Regions from separate parts of the Mus musculus genome. Here all the other regions are linked to region 3. The links are chromatin contacts, called in public promoter capture Hi-C maps. All regions are on one chromosome and are shown on one strand. The core of a region is the stretch at or near the end of the contact, and the rest is flanking DNA. Distances in the headings are between cores, read along the strand shown. Region 1 holds the start of L1cam (L1 cell adhesion molecule). Region 2 holds the start of Plxnb3 (plexin B3). Region 3 holds the start of Fam3a (family with sequence similarity 3, member A).

Region 1 (4,078 bases), core at 59-2,558, 510 kb before region 3:
CCACAAGGGCCATGTGAGTCAGCAAAGACAACACTGGGCTGCTAGTAACCGCTACCACTGGAGTTGCATTAATCAGGATCAAGACATCTACCTGAAAGGGGTGCCAGGCCCCCAGACAGATGGTGGTCCTGCCTCCCTGAGACAGATGGATAGGGGTTATAGACACTAGATCAGGAGGAGCAGTGGGCTATATCTGTTATTCTTTTCATTTCCTATCAATCAACACCCTAAAACTCTGAACCAGATAGAAGGGAATAAGGTATGGAAACGTCCCTCCTCCCATAATTAAACAGAGTATAAAACAATGTCTAAAATCGCTCCAGTCTCTACAGAAAGAGTCCCAGGCACCTTGCTTCCAGAAGTCCCTTGTCCTAAGCCAATGAGGCCCTTCTTCCCTTATTTTTACCTGATGGACCCATGGTCCACACCCATGTGCATCCACAGGCACATCAGTGAGTGCCCAAAACCATCTCTCTTAGTGTAGTCTTTATTGGCCAAAGAACCTAAGGGAGGTTCTGTGCCTGAGAGGAGACTGGTTTTGCAGTGCATTTGAGGGGATCCCCGGAGGGAATTTGGAAAGGAGGAGGTGAAGAACAAAGCCCCCTCCCCACTTTGGGGTGGAGGGGCAGGCAGCGCCCATCCATCCCTGATCCTTCTCCTCCTCCCATTACCGGAGGAGCTTCGCTCAATCTCCCCCACACCATGCTAGACACTGGCTTCTCCCCCACCCCAGCCGCAATCAGGACTTTAGATGGGGATGAGGAACAGCCACGCCCAGAGCCACACCCCACAGCGGTCGACTGGGTTAGATGGACGTTCTGCTGGGTTCACATTTCCTTCCTCACACGCATACACCCACAGGGATATGCCAACTTCAGCTCCACTTGCCCATACAGAACCTGCCTGACCACTCCTGTGCCCCTCCCTAAGCATGCATTTGGGGAGCCGCCCAGTTACCCCTCACCTGTCGAGCTCTGGCACCTAGCCACTTTCTCCAACCCCATTCCAGATCGCAGGGCTCAGAGCTCGGTGCCTAGCATGCATGGGTGGGGCTCCAGCCTTCCTACCGAGGAGGCACGAAACCCACTCCCTCTGAGCCTGAGGCGGGCTGGGTCTGGAACGTAGATGGTCGCTGCTGCGGTCAAGGGGACAAACCAGCCCACCTTACCTGCGCCGATCAGGTTGCCAGCTCAGTCTCTGTGCACGCCGACCTCGGACCTGCCACCCAGCGATGCCGCTGCCGACGCGATGTTGCTGCTGCTGCTGCTGCGGCGGCGGCGGCGGCGGGCGGGGCAGCGTGCGCGGGGAAGTGGGGGAGGAAGAGGGAGGGGGAGGTAGTGAGATCACCTCCCCCGCAGCAGGCCCCGCCTCGCCACACCCTCGTTCCTTGTTTCATCTGAACCTGGCCGCAGAGCCCCGCGCGTGATAGGGACCTCGTGGGGGGGGGGGGTCCTCTTCAGGAGCTCCAGCAGTCCCAGTATCCCCGAGATGAGAGTGACCCCCAACCTCACTATCAAGGATCCCCGCCGCCCTTGAGGCTTATATTGGAAGTCATTTGCAGAAGTATTCTCGGGATCTCGGGGCTGGACAGTGGGGAGAGGATCCAGACTGGGAACCAGATTACCTCGCCTCCACTTGGCCTTCGAGGGCTCTGGCTAGTAATGGGCATTCATATACCATTAGGTCCGGGCCGCGCCCTGGTCATGTGTTTGAATGTATCCGCACTCTCAGGGCAGAGCGCCTCTTGGAACCCCTGCCCAGCCACGACGCTAAGCCAGGGCTCTTCAGGGATGTACGCCTGAACCTGAGTCCCCAGCCTGCGAAGGAGGTGTGGCGAGGCACACCATACAGTCCCTCCTAAACACTAGGTCCCAGATTAGGCTAGAAGGGAAAGTTCTCAGAGAGAGCGCCCTTCAACCTGAAACCCCCTACTTCTGATCTTCCTCCCACTTCCCTCCTGCTCAGTGCCTTATTTCTTTGTCCTCGGGATTGGCCTCTTTCTGACCTTTCCTGGTCGACCTACTCTCGCTTACAGCCCTATGGGGAAAGCTTATGGAAAGGAGATTTTCCCAGTGGCGCCCCCTCCCAGGCTTAGGGCTGTGACCTCCCAAGCGAGGCGAAGCAGAGGGGGCTGGAATTCCAAAGTGAGTCCAGCTAGCTGAAGCTGCAGGGCAAGGAAGGCCTAGGGCCCAGATGGCAGATTGCAGCCCTGGTAGGTATGGTATTTTTATGAGCATGCCTGTTACTCAGTGAAGCATTCTGTAGGTCCTCTGCTCAGCCTGCCAACACTCCCCCAGTGGTGCAATGCCCTGATCCCATGAAAACACTTTTGGCACTCTGGCCTGGTTTCCCTTCTCATATGATCACCTCCTGCCAGCTTCCTTCCCATGAAAGAAAAACTTGGGGATGCCTGCTAGCACTCTGTGAAAGTCTGGATGTCTTTCCAGACATCCAAAGTGTACCATGGAGTCTTTAGGAAGAGTCATCTGAATGAAGTGGAGGCTTAAGCAAAGAGCTCAGAGGCCACTACTCCTTCTACAGGCCTGCCACTTGGCTCAGATGGATTCAGAATGAAGCTGCGGACCGTACTCATGAAGCTTCACTGGTTCAAATCTCCAGGAGACAGCAGAGGAGACTGAGCCAGGCAGCTAGGTCACGAAGCCAGGGGCCTTTTTAGCTGGGCAGAGAATGGTATTTTCCATGAGGCACTGAACTGAGATCAGTTTCATGACTGCACTGATGTAAGAGCGATAGGCCACAAAATTGGCCTCTCCTCTCCAGCTGCTCTCTTCACTGCCTTACTCCCAGACTGCACCCCAACTGGACCTAGTCTAGGGTTGATGCTGTTCTGGAACTTACTTTGTGGCTCAGTTTCATTTTAAACCTACATGCCCCTGTCTCATCCTGCTGAGTGCTAGGATTATAGGTGTTCACTATGTCTAGCTCTGTTTGCGAAGCCTAGACACAAGTTTTATTTCATCTCTCAAAAATCTTTGTCTTTTAAGTGTCAGCACTTGGGAGGCAAAAGCAAGCAGATATCTTGTAAGTTTGAGGCCAGTCTGGTTTACAACGTGAGTTCCAGGCCAGCCAGGGCTGTAATACAGAGAAACCCTGTCTCGAAAAACAAAACAAAACAAAACAAAACAAAACAAAACAAAACAAAACACCAAAAAAAATCAATTAAAAAGTAAAAATCCAATTGCTTGGCATCATGGTACATACCTATAATTTTGGCACTGAGAGGCAAAACAGGAGGACCTTAAGTTTGACACCAAATTGGTTTAGTGAGTTCCAGGACAGTGTGGGATACACTGTAAGAACCTGCTGCAAAAAGAAAAAAATAAATAAATAAAATAATCAGCTTCAGGAATAGGGCTAATGGGTCAGTGCGAGGCTCTCAAAAGACAAAACACAAAAACCAGCCATGAAATTGAACTTGTAGTGAAGTTGACCCTTTTGAGACACAATTGTTTCAGGAGGGTTTTTTATTTTTCTTTTGTGTTTTTATTCTGTTTTGTTTTGTTTTATGAGATTAAAGCCTTACTCTGAAGACCAGGCTGGCCTCCAACTCAGAGATCTTCCTGCCTCTGCTTCTCCAGTGCTGGGATTAAAGGTGTGAACCACTGCTGGTCTGAAGTTTTTTAATTATTTTGCTGATTAAAAAAGTGAAACCCCAGAGGCAGGCGGATTTCTGAGTTCGAGGCCAGCCTGGTCTACAAAGTGAGTTCCAGGACAGCCAGGGCTACACAGAGAAACCATGTCGCAAAAATAACCAAAAAGGGAAAAAAGACATAAAAATTATTTTTAATCATGTGCTTGTGTATGGGTGCTGGTGCCTAAGGGGGTAAGGATCCCCTGGGATCTGGAATTATAAGCAGTTATGAATTGCTTGATAAAGATGCTAGGAGTTAAACTCTGATCACCTGGAAGAATTGCACATGTTCTTAGCTGCTGAGTCATCTCTCTCTAGCCTCTGTGTTCTTGTTTGGTTTTATACTTACTATCCTGCCTCAGCTTTCCCAGTACTGGGATTAAAGACATGTGCTGTCATGCCCACCTTAGTTTGATGAGTTTTTGA
Region 2 (3,829 bases), core at 864-3,363, 640 kb before region 3:
TGCTTATACTTGACCAAACGCAAAGCTGTTGAGAAAGCAAGCTCAAGTCCTGGAGCTCAGCAGCTGTGAACATGATTTGCTGACCTTTGCATCCTTTCAGCCCACCCTCTACCAACCTTATGCTCCAGTAAGAGTACAAATACTTGTTTCCTCAACAGGACAGGCTCACATGGCCAGATGGATATACATTGGAACTCTATATGTAACTCTTAGCCTTGCCACTTACTAGCTGTGAAACTTTCCTTGCCTTGGTTTTCCCACCCGTTCCCTGAAGGAAACGACCAAAGCTTCTCCTGGAGTCATTGAGAGGACAAACTGTGTTAATATAATTGTATATTAACCTTTTCTTTTTCTCCAGATGGTCAATGGGAACTTTGTGTGAAGCTAGGAAATGCCTACCTTGGATGGTGGCCTGTTTTTTAGCAGTTCCAGTTGTCCTCTCATACACCTGCTGAAGCAAGCGAAGGGGATCAAAATTTTGCCTTGTGCTATTGGGCAAAGGGGCAGCCAAGGATGGGTTGGGTTCCCAACCTGGGCCAGCTGGGGTGTTTTGGGCTGGGCATGATTGCATTGACATGCAGGAGAGCTCCATTGGGACCGTTCCTGGAACAGAAGCTGCTACTCAGGATCTAGGGCTGGTTTAGGCACGATGTGCAGGAACAACTGAGCCTAAGAACACTGCCTCAAAGCTGCTGAGGACAGGGAGAAGCAAGAGTCTGTAGGGCTGACTAAGCTAGAGCCAAGCAATGGTGGTCAGGCAACACAGTGATACCTATATGATACCTGCAGGCATGATGTCCCCCAAGGGTGTTGGCAGTGGAGCTAGGAGAGCAAGAACCAAACTTCTGACCCAAAATGAGAAAGCTGGCATCATCCTGGAATTCGGTGCAATGTAAGGAGGCTGTCTGCTTGGTTCCCCACCCCACCATCAACCAACTGGCTCAGCCAGATGGTAAGGGCCACCTGCCACTTCACCCTGAAGCTTGTTGCTACTGTGAACTAAAGAAGTAGCAAAGAGGTTGGGGATTTAGCTCAGTGGTAGAGCGCTTGCCTAGCAAGCGCAAGGCCCTGGGTTCGGTCCTCAGCTCTGGGAAAAACAAAAACAAAAACAAAAAACAACAACAACAACAAAAAAACAAGTAGCAAAGACTCTAAAGCAAGTAAAAGTGTCCCTGTACAATGGGCCCTTAGGCTAGTTGGCCCCCAAGGTGCCCTATGAGAGCAGCAAGGGAGCCAGCTGCTACTGGCACTCCCTTCCCTCCTATGGTGGAAGGATCCAGACCCATCCGGAAGGACCTTCTGGTCCTATGTCTGAAGCCCAGGGCTCAATCCTGGCAAAGTCCCCTGTGGTCTCCCTGCCTCAGCCCCTCCCATGCATTATCCTCTTCTGATTTTCCCCACTACCATTCTGTACCTGGCACAGCTTTGCCAGTCCTTGGGGGTAGGACTGGGTGGGGACAATCTTCTCTCAAGCCAGTAGGCGGGGGAGAAGGTCTTTGCCATGAGCTGTCTTTGTCAGTGCCTCCTCTGCCTTAGCCTGGACAAAGACAGGCATTGACAGCTGGCACTAGCACTTCAGCCAGGACCAAGGCTACTGACACTGAGGCTGAGGCTGTCATTTCAGGGGCTCAGTGCCTTTGGCCCTGTGGTGGGGGCTTAAGGGCTACCCAGTGCTCTTTACGGAGACCCAGAGAAACTCAGGGAGGGAGCACTCTGCACTGGCACAGGAGTTGTGAACCACATGGGGAAAATTGGCTCAAGGAAACCCTGTCCTTTTGTCTCTACATCCCAGGGGGTTTCTCCCTGGAGATGGGGAGTGGCAGGGAGCTCCCTGGCTAGAACAGCCAGAGTGGGGGTAAGAACACCAGATAGCAGGTCCCTGGCCTGGGCCTCTGGACAGAGGGGACATTGTTGGGGTGGAGGCAGGGCTGCCTTGGCCAGGCCACTATTGACAAAGCTGCCAGCTGTGGTGGAGCCCGATCTCCAGGCCCTTGCCCCCTCCCCTGCCTCCTTCCTCCCCCAGGGCCACCATGAATGGGGCTGAGCCTCAACTGTCTCCCTCCCACTCAGGACAATGCCCCCCACAGCCATCTTGTGCCCGTCGCCACTGCCCTGAGGCAGCTGATGTGAGGAGACCCCATTTCTGCACTCCGTAGTGGTGGTAAGTGTCTGGGCCCTATGTCCCCCAAGGTGTCCCAAAGAGATGTAGAGAGGGATAAATTTGGCTGGACTAGGGCACAGAGCAGTCTTGCAGGGAGCTTCCATCTCCTCTGCGTTTTTGGGTAACAACTCCCATCTCCTCCATTACACACACCCACCTCTGTCACAGCGATACATGGGCACTAGAGAAAAGTATATTTCCTGTCTGTGCTCTTGAGATAAGGGGACTTGGGGTCTTTTTGAGTAGCAGTGGGTGGCTTCTGGTGGGCACATGACTAACTGTGATGATCCCAACTCAGTTCAGGAACTGTCACCAGCTCCTGCCCTCTTTCTAGAGCTCTACGCAGGGTTAAATCTGTCTGGATGTCACCTAGTTAGGCAGTTGGTCAGTGGCTGCTGCTGACTGCTCTTGGAGGAGAGCTGGGGACTGGCACCTGTCCTCAGTGCCTCAGACTCAAGGTCCTCTCCACTCACCTGGAGCTACCTCTATCCTACTTCCCTTCTCTCTGATCTTTCATGGCTCTTCTCATCAGTGCTCCTACATTGAGGACCCTTCTAAAACTAGGTTTCCACAGACTCTAGATGCTGGGGTCCATCACTCTTGTACTCTGAGTTGCCTCCTAGTGCCTCACAGTTCCCCTAGAACCATCTAGGCTGGCTCAAAGCTCTCCTACCACCTCTATACTGGCCACCCAGTAGTGGTCTAAAGCCCTGGCCCTGGCCACCTATTCATTACTGTTTTGGGAGTAGTGTGCCTATGTCTAGCTGCATCTTGGCCGGAAGCCAAAGCTCTTCTTGGTTGTCTTGTCCAGTTAGTGAAGGTTCCTATATGAAGCTGGTTCTGACTGTATAGAGTGGGTTTTCTGTCCCTGTCCCTTTTGCCATGGGTATCCTGTCTTTACATGTGATGATCTGGCTTCTCTTATCATCATGTCTTTTTGTCTAGGTGACAGTATCTAGTTGCCCGCAGACACGACTTCCTTTTTCCATTTCCCTCCCTTTTCCTGCCCTTGTCACTCAGAATTCCTCTGTCATGCCTTTATAGCTTCTCAGGATCTGTCCTCTTTCTAGTCTACATGCAAATAAAGCAGAAGATGAAAAAATTATTTCCTTGTGTGTGTCCTCATCTCCATCCTGTCTCTTTCTCTATCTATAGGACACTTTCTTTGTCTTTTCTGTCCTCTTCCTGGCTGCCTCCCTCTAAGTACCCCCACCCTTCCTCTCTTCCTCTCTCTTCCTCCCCTCCTTCCCCTGTCTCTCTAGCCTCTTTTGCCTTCCTCTGGTAATGTCTCTTTCCTAGTTTAGCTCCCATTCTTTCCCTTGCCCACTTCTGCCTGTTGAAGAATGAAGCATTTTTAGCATTCTCCCATCAGGTCTTATGCTGACTGACTTCCTCCAGGCTCCTGTGATGGCTCCCTGGTCTCCCTTCAGCCTCCACCTGCTGCTGCTGTTCCTGCCGCTGCTGCCTTTGACCAGGGTCCATCGCTTCTCTGTACCAAATACCAGCTTCAACCACCTGGTGCTGGCACCAGATCAGGGCAAACTCTACGTGGGTGCAGTGAATCACCTCTTTCAGCTCAGCCCTGAGCTGAAGATGGAGTCTGTGGCTGTCACTGGCCCTGTCATTGACAGTCCTGATTGTGTGCCTTTCCGTGACCTGGCTGAGTGC
Region 3 (3,590 bases), core at 976-3,475:
GACTAGGATCCAGGTGAGACCCATAATGATGATTAGGGCCACGATGCGCAGGGGGCCTGCAGGCAGGATAGACACAGAGCAGGACTATCTTAGACATCAGTGAACAAAATCTGCAATAACCCACTACCTCACATGACCAGATCTCCCCTTCTACTTGGGAACAAGTGATGGTACGATTGGGAGGTGGGGGACCAATCGATATCTACCAGACCCAAAAGAGAGGCTTGAACTTCCTCCTAGTAGACGGAAGAACGTGAGTTCAAACCTTGAGGCTGCTCTGTTTGGGTCTCCCCAGCAGGTTTGGAGGTGCCTTTTAGAACTCATGCTCTGGGAAGGTTTCATAGCACCAACCTCAGCATCTTGCCTCTGAAATTATCAGAATATTTACAGTTCACCCATCTGCTTTGCCTTTCCTCTTGTTCTGTTGGAAGCTCTATACTCCTTGTAAAGACCAGTCCTTCTACCTGCTTCAGGATCCATCAAGATATCTCCTGTCTCAGATACATTGTGCTAAGACTTCTTTCTATCTCACTTTCTCTCATATTATCAACAGGTCCTAACTTAGTAAGATAAAGATGAAACAGAGCTCCTGAAAGAAAAATCTCATTCTTTGATTCTTCATCTTCCTCTTCTCCACCAAACTCTTTAAAAATTTATATTCTGGCTTGGGATATAGCTCTGTGGTAGAGCATTTGCTCAGCATGCATAAGACCCTGGTTTCCATCCCCCAGCATACACATAAAAGTCATCTACATTGTGATTTCTATTACCTCACTCCCCAACTCTCTCCCAAAATTCTTCCAATCTAGTCGTGCTCCCATAACACCAACTAAATAACCTTCCAAACAAGACCACCTATGACTTTTATGATGTCACATTTCTGATTGTCTGACTGCTCTTTCTTGACACTTCACTACTAGATTCCAGGACAGTACTGTCTCCTGACCCCATTCTCTGGGACTCCCTTTGTTGGTTAGATTGTGTTCCATTACTCTCTCCTCAAAAGGTGTTCTTTTCCAGGCTGCCTTCTCCCATCTTCATACTGTATGGGAGATTTCACCATGCAGCAATGACACCTTACACCTCCAGCCCAGATCTGTCTTGAACTCATATCCTCCCAGCCAGTTCCTTAATGTCCAATTTGGACTTATCCACAAAGCTGCTACTTTACCAGTTTTCAAATTCTACTCTCACCCCAAACAGTCCCTCCAAGGCACATTCATGTTTGTAGTCCAGCTGACAGCAGAGCTACCACTTAGATCATACCCAACCTCAAAGGCACCTAAGTCAGTTCTCTTCTGGCTACATCTCTCTATCTCTACTATCCACTCCTCTCCATCCATTCAATCTCTGGAGATTTTATATATATATATATATATATATATCCTTAACTTATATATATTGATTATATATATTATCAACATCTATCTATATCTATCTCTCTATATAAAATCAATCCTTATAGTTTGGGAAGCTGAAGTCCTCAGAGGTGAATTTGCTCATAAAATGAGTGCTTGTGCACAGTCATCCATTAATAAATAAACAAACCAGTGACCACCCAGGCCTCTCCTAACACAGGCACTAGGACACCTGGCCTCTCTTCAGTTCGCTGTGGAAGCCACCCACCTGCCAACCTCATGTCCACTTCTCCAGCTGGGTTGAGATCTCCCGCAGGTGCACTGTTTGGGAACTGTGGGTTCTGGGGGGAATGAAACAGGAGAGAGTAGGTTTGGGGGTGGGGGCAGTGGCAAGTCTGTGCTGGGAGCGATCGGTGTTATGACTTGTTCCTCCAAACACCAGTCCAGGCTCAGTTCCTCGTGAGTGCTGGGAGAAGTCCTGCCTGGCCAGGAGAGCCTTAGGAATCCGTTGCGCCTCACAGTCTGGCTAACAGACTCCAGGACTGGAGCGTAGCAATGATTCTTCTCCACCCGGATCCCTCCGGTGCTAGGCCCGGGGCTCAGGTCGATCCGCTCGAGGCTGGTGGCAGAGATTGGGCGGGCCAAGGATGTTGTCTGGGTGTAGGGAGAAGCAGACCGGATCAGGGAGTTACCCAGTTGTCTCGCTCTGCCGGCTAGGTGAAGCAAGTGAGTCACGTAGAAAAGCTTATCAGGCACGACAATGGCCGCCCGCAGAAGGCCACAGCCCACAGGCGTCGCTCCGCCATAGGCCCATAGGCTGTGCTGTAGGTCCGCAGGTCCTCACGGAGGCTCCACCTCCAGACCGGCCTCCTCCCTCTCCTCCAGAGGCTGGGTGGGAGGTGCCGAGTGTGGCTGTGCACTCCTCTTGTGCTAAAGCTGAGCCGCCTAGCTTCCTACAGTGTCACTGCTTCAAGATGAAATCTCCTTCTAGACTTTGAGGTACTATACACTTTACAGTTCATGTTTGCTTAACTCTATGTAACCCAGGCTGTTCTCAAACTTGGAGCGATTCACCTGCTTCAGGCTCTCAAATGTTGGAATTACGGGCATAAAACACCAGAGCCCCCATTCCCACTTCCTCCACACGTCCTCTTAGGTGAGCGATCTATTTCTATATTTGATGAGCTGAAGCTCCGATTGTGACTTGATATCAGAGCTTTCATGGCTCATAAGAGGATGGATGCGGGGACACAGATAATGACTTAAGGTTGATATGTGTTCTTTAAGAGCATGGACGGTTCAGAAGCACATGCGGAGGTAAACCTGAGCCTTTGGTTGCTTTCTTTCTGCTTAGTGTTCTTTCGTGAGAGCGTTCTGTTTTATGTATCAATCAGTGAAGGGATGTTTGGAACATTGCTCCTGACCCTCATGTTTGAGCCTTTTCCCCTGACCGCCTACAGTGCCAGGGCAGCTGGGCCAGTCCTTTTAAGCTGGATCTATCTGTGTCTCAGGCAGCTGCATTCCTGTCCTTTGACCCAATGGTCTTACTTACAGGAACTCCACCCCACTTCCATAATGCTCCAAAATACAGAAAAGTTTACAGAAGCACTGTTTTGGTTAGATGATAGCGTTTTCAATTTGGTTACACTTGTAATCTCAGCACTTGGAAAGTGGAGACGGGAGAGGAGGATAAAGGGTTTAAAGCATCCTCGGCCACTTAGCAACTTTGAGGTCAGCCTTAGCTGCATGAAACCTGTCTCAGGGAATCTGATGTCTTATTCTGACCATCTCAGGCGCCAGGCATGCATGTGGTACACGTACCACATGTGGTACATGTAGGGAAACCACTTATATAAAAAAAATAAAATTTCAAAAATTGTAGGAAGCTGGAGAGATGACTCAGTGGTTAAGGGCACATACTGTTCTTGCAGGATACCCGGGCTGGATTCCTTACACTCACATAAGGCAGCTCACAACCGCTTCAGGGGATCTGGCACCTCTCTGATCTCTTCCTCCTCTTCCTCCTCCTCCTCCTCCACACACACACACAAATAATAATTAATTTTTAAAATAAAACATTAAGTAAAGATAAAATAGTAACAGCAACAACAACAAAATGAATATTAAAAAAAAAAGAATACAGTAGTTTCCATATTGACTGAGTACTTCCTCATAGGCACTCTCCAATGCTTGTGGTCAAGGGCATCTGTAGACCAGGCTGGCCTCAAATGT

Evidence for each region. Promoter capture Hi-C pulls out the DNA fragments that hold promoters and counts their contacts. Capture Hi-C pulls out chosen DNA fragments and counts their contacts.
Region 1: a promoter capture Hi-C map of liver shows a contact between it and region 3. The contact joins the promoter of L1cam here to the promoter of Fam3a in region 3. A contact is called at or near these places in 5 of 39 promoter capture datasets (the C10 cell line, hippocampal neurons, liver and 1 more), 1 of 115 datasets of contacts at active chromatin or transcription factors (large pre-B cells) and 2 of 9 other capture datasets (adipose tissue and liver).
Region 2: a contact with region 3 is called in a promoter capture Hi-C map of hippocampal neurons, with 2.8 times the contacts expected there. The contact joins the promoter of Plxnb3 here to the promoter of Fam3a in region 3. A contact is called at or near these places in 3 of 39 promoter capture datasets (the C10 cell line, hippocampal neurons and pre-B cells) and 1 of 9 other capture datasets (adipose tissue).

The regions. Positions count from the first base shown.
Region 1 is chrX:73,879,526-73,883,603 of GRCm38.p6, forward strand. It overlaps L1cam (L1 cell adhesion molecule), which reads right to left and starts at 1,309. Exons shown (of 29, transcript NM_008478.3): 1 at 1,169-1,309.
Region 2 is chrX:73,754,990-73,758,818 of GRCm38.p6, forward strand. Plxnb3 (plexin B3) reads left to right here and starts at 2,114. Exons shown (of 35, transcript NM_019587.2): 1 at 2,114-2,161; 2 at 3,534-3,829. The coding sequence starts at 3,539.
Region 3 is chrX:74,391,049-74,394,638 of GRCm38.p6, forward strand. It overlaps Fam3a (family with sequence similarity 3, member A), which reads right to left and starts at 2,226. Exons shown (of 9, transcript NM_025473.4): 1 at 1,627-2,226; 2 at 1-56. The coding sequence starts at 1,639. It also overlaps a transcript of Ikbkg not described here.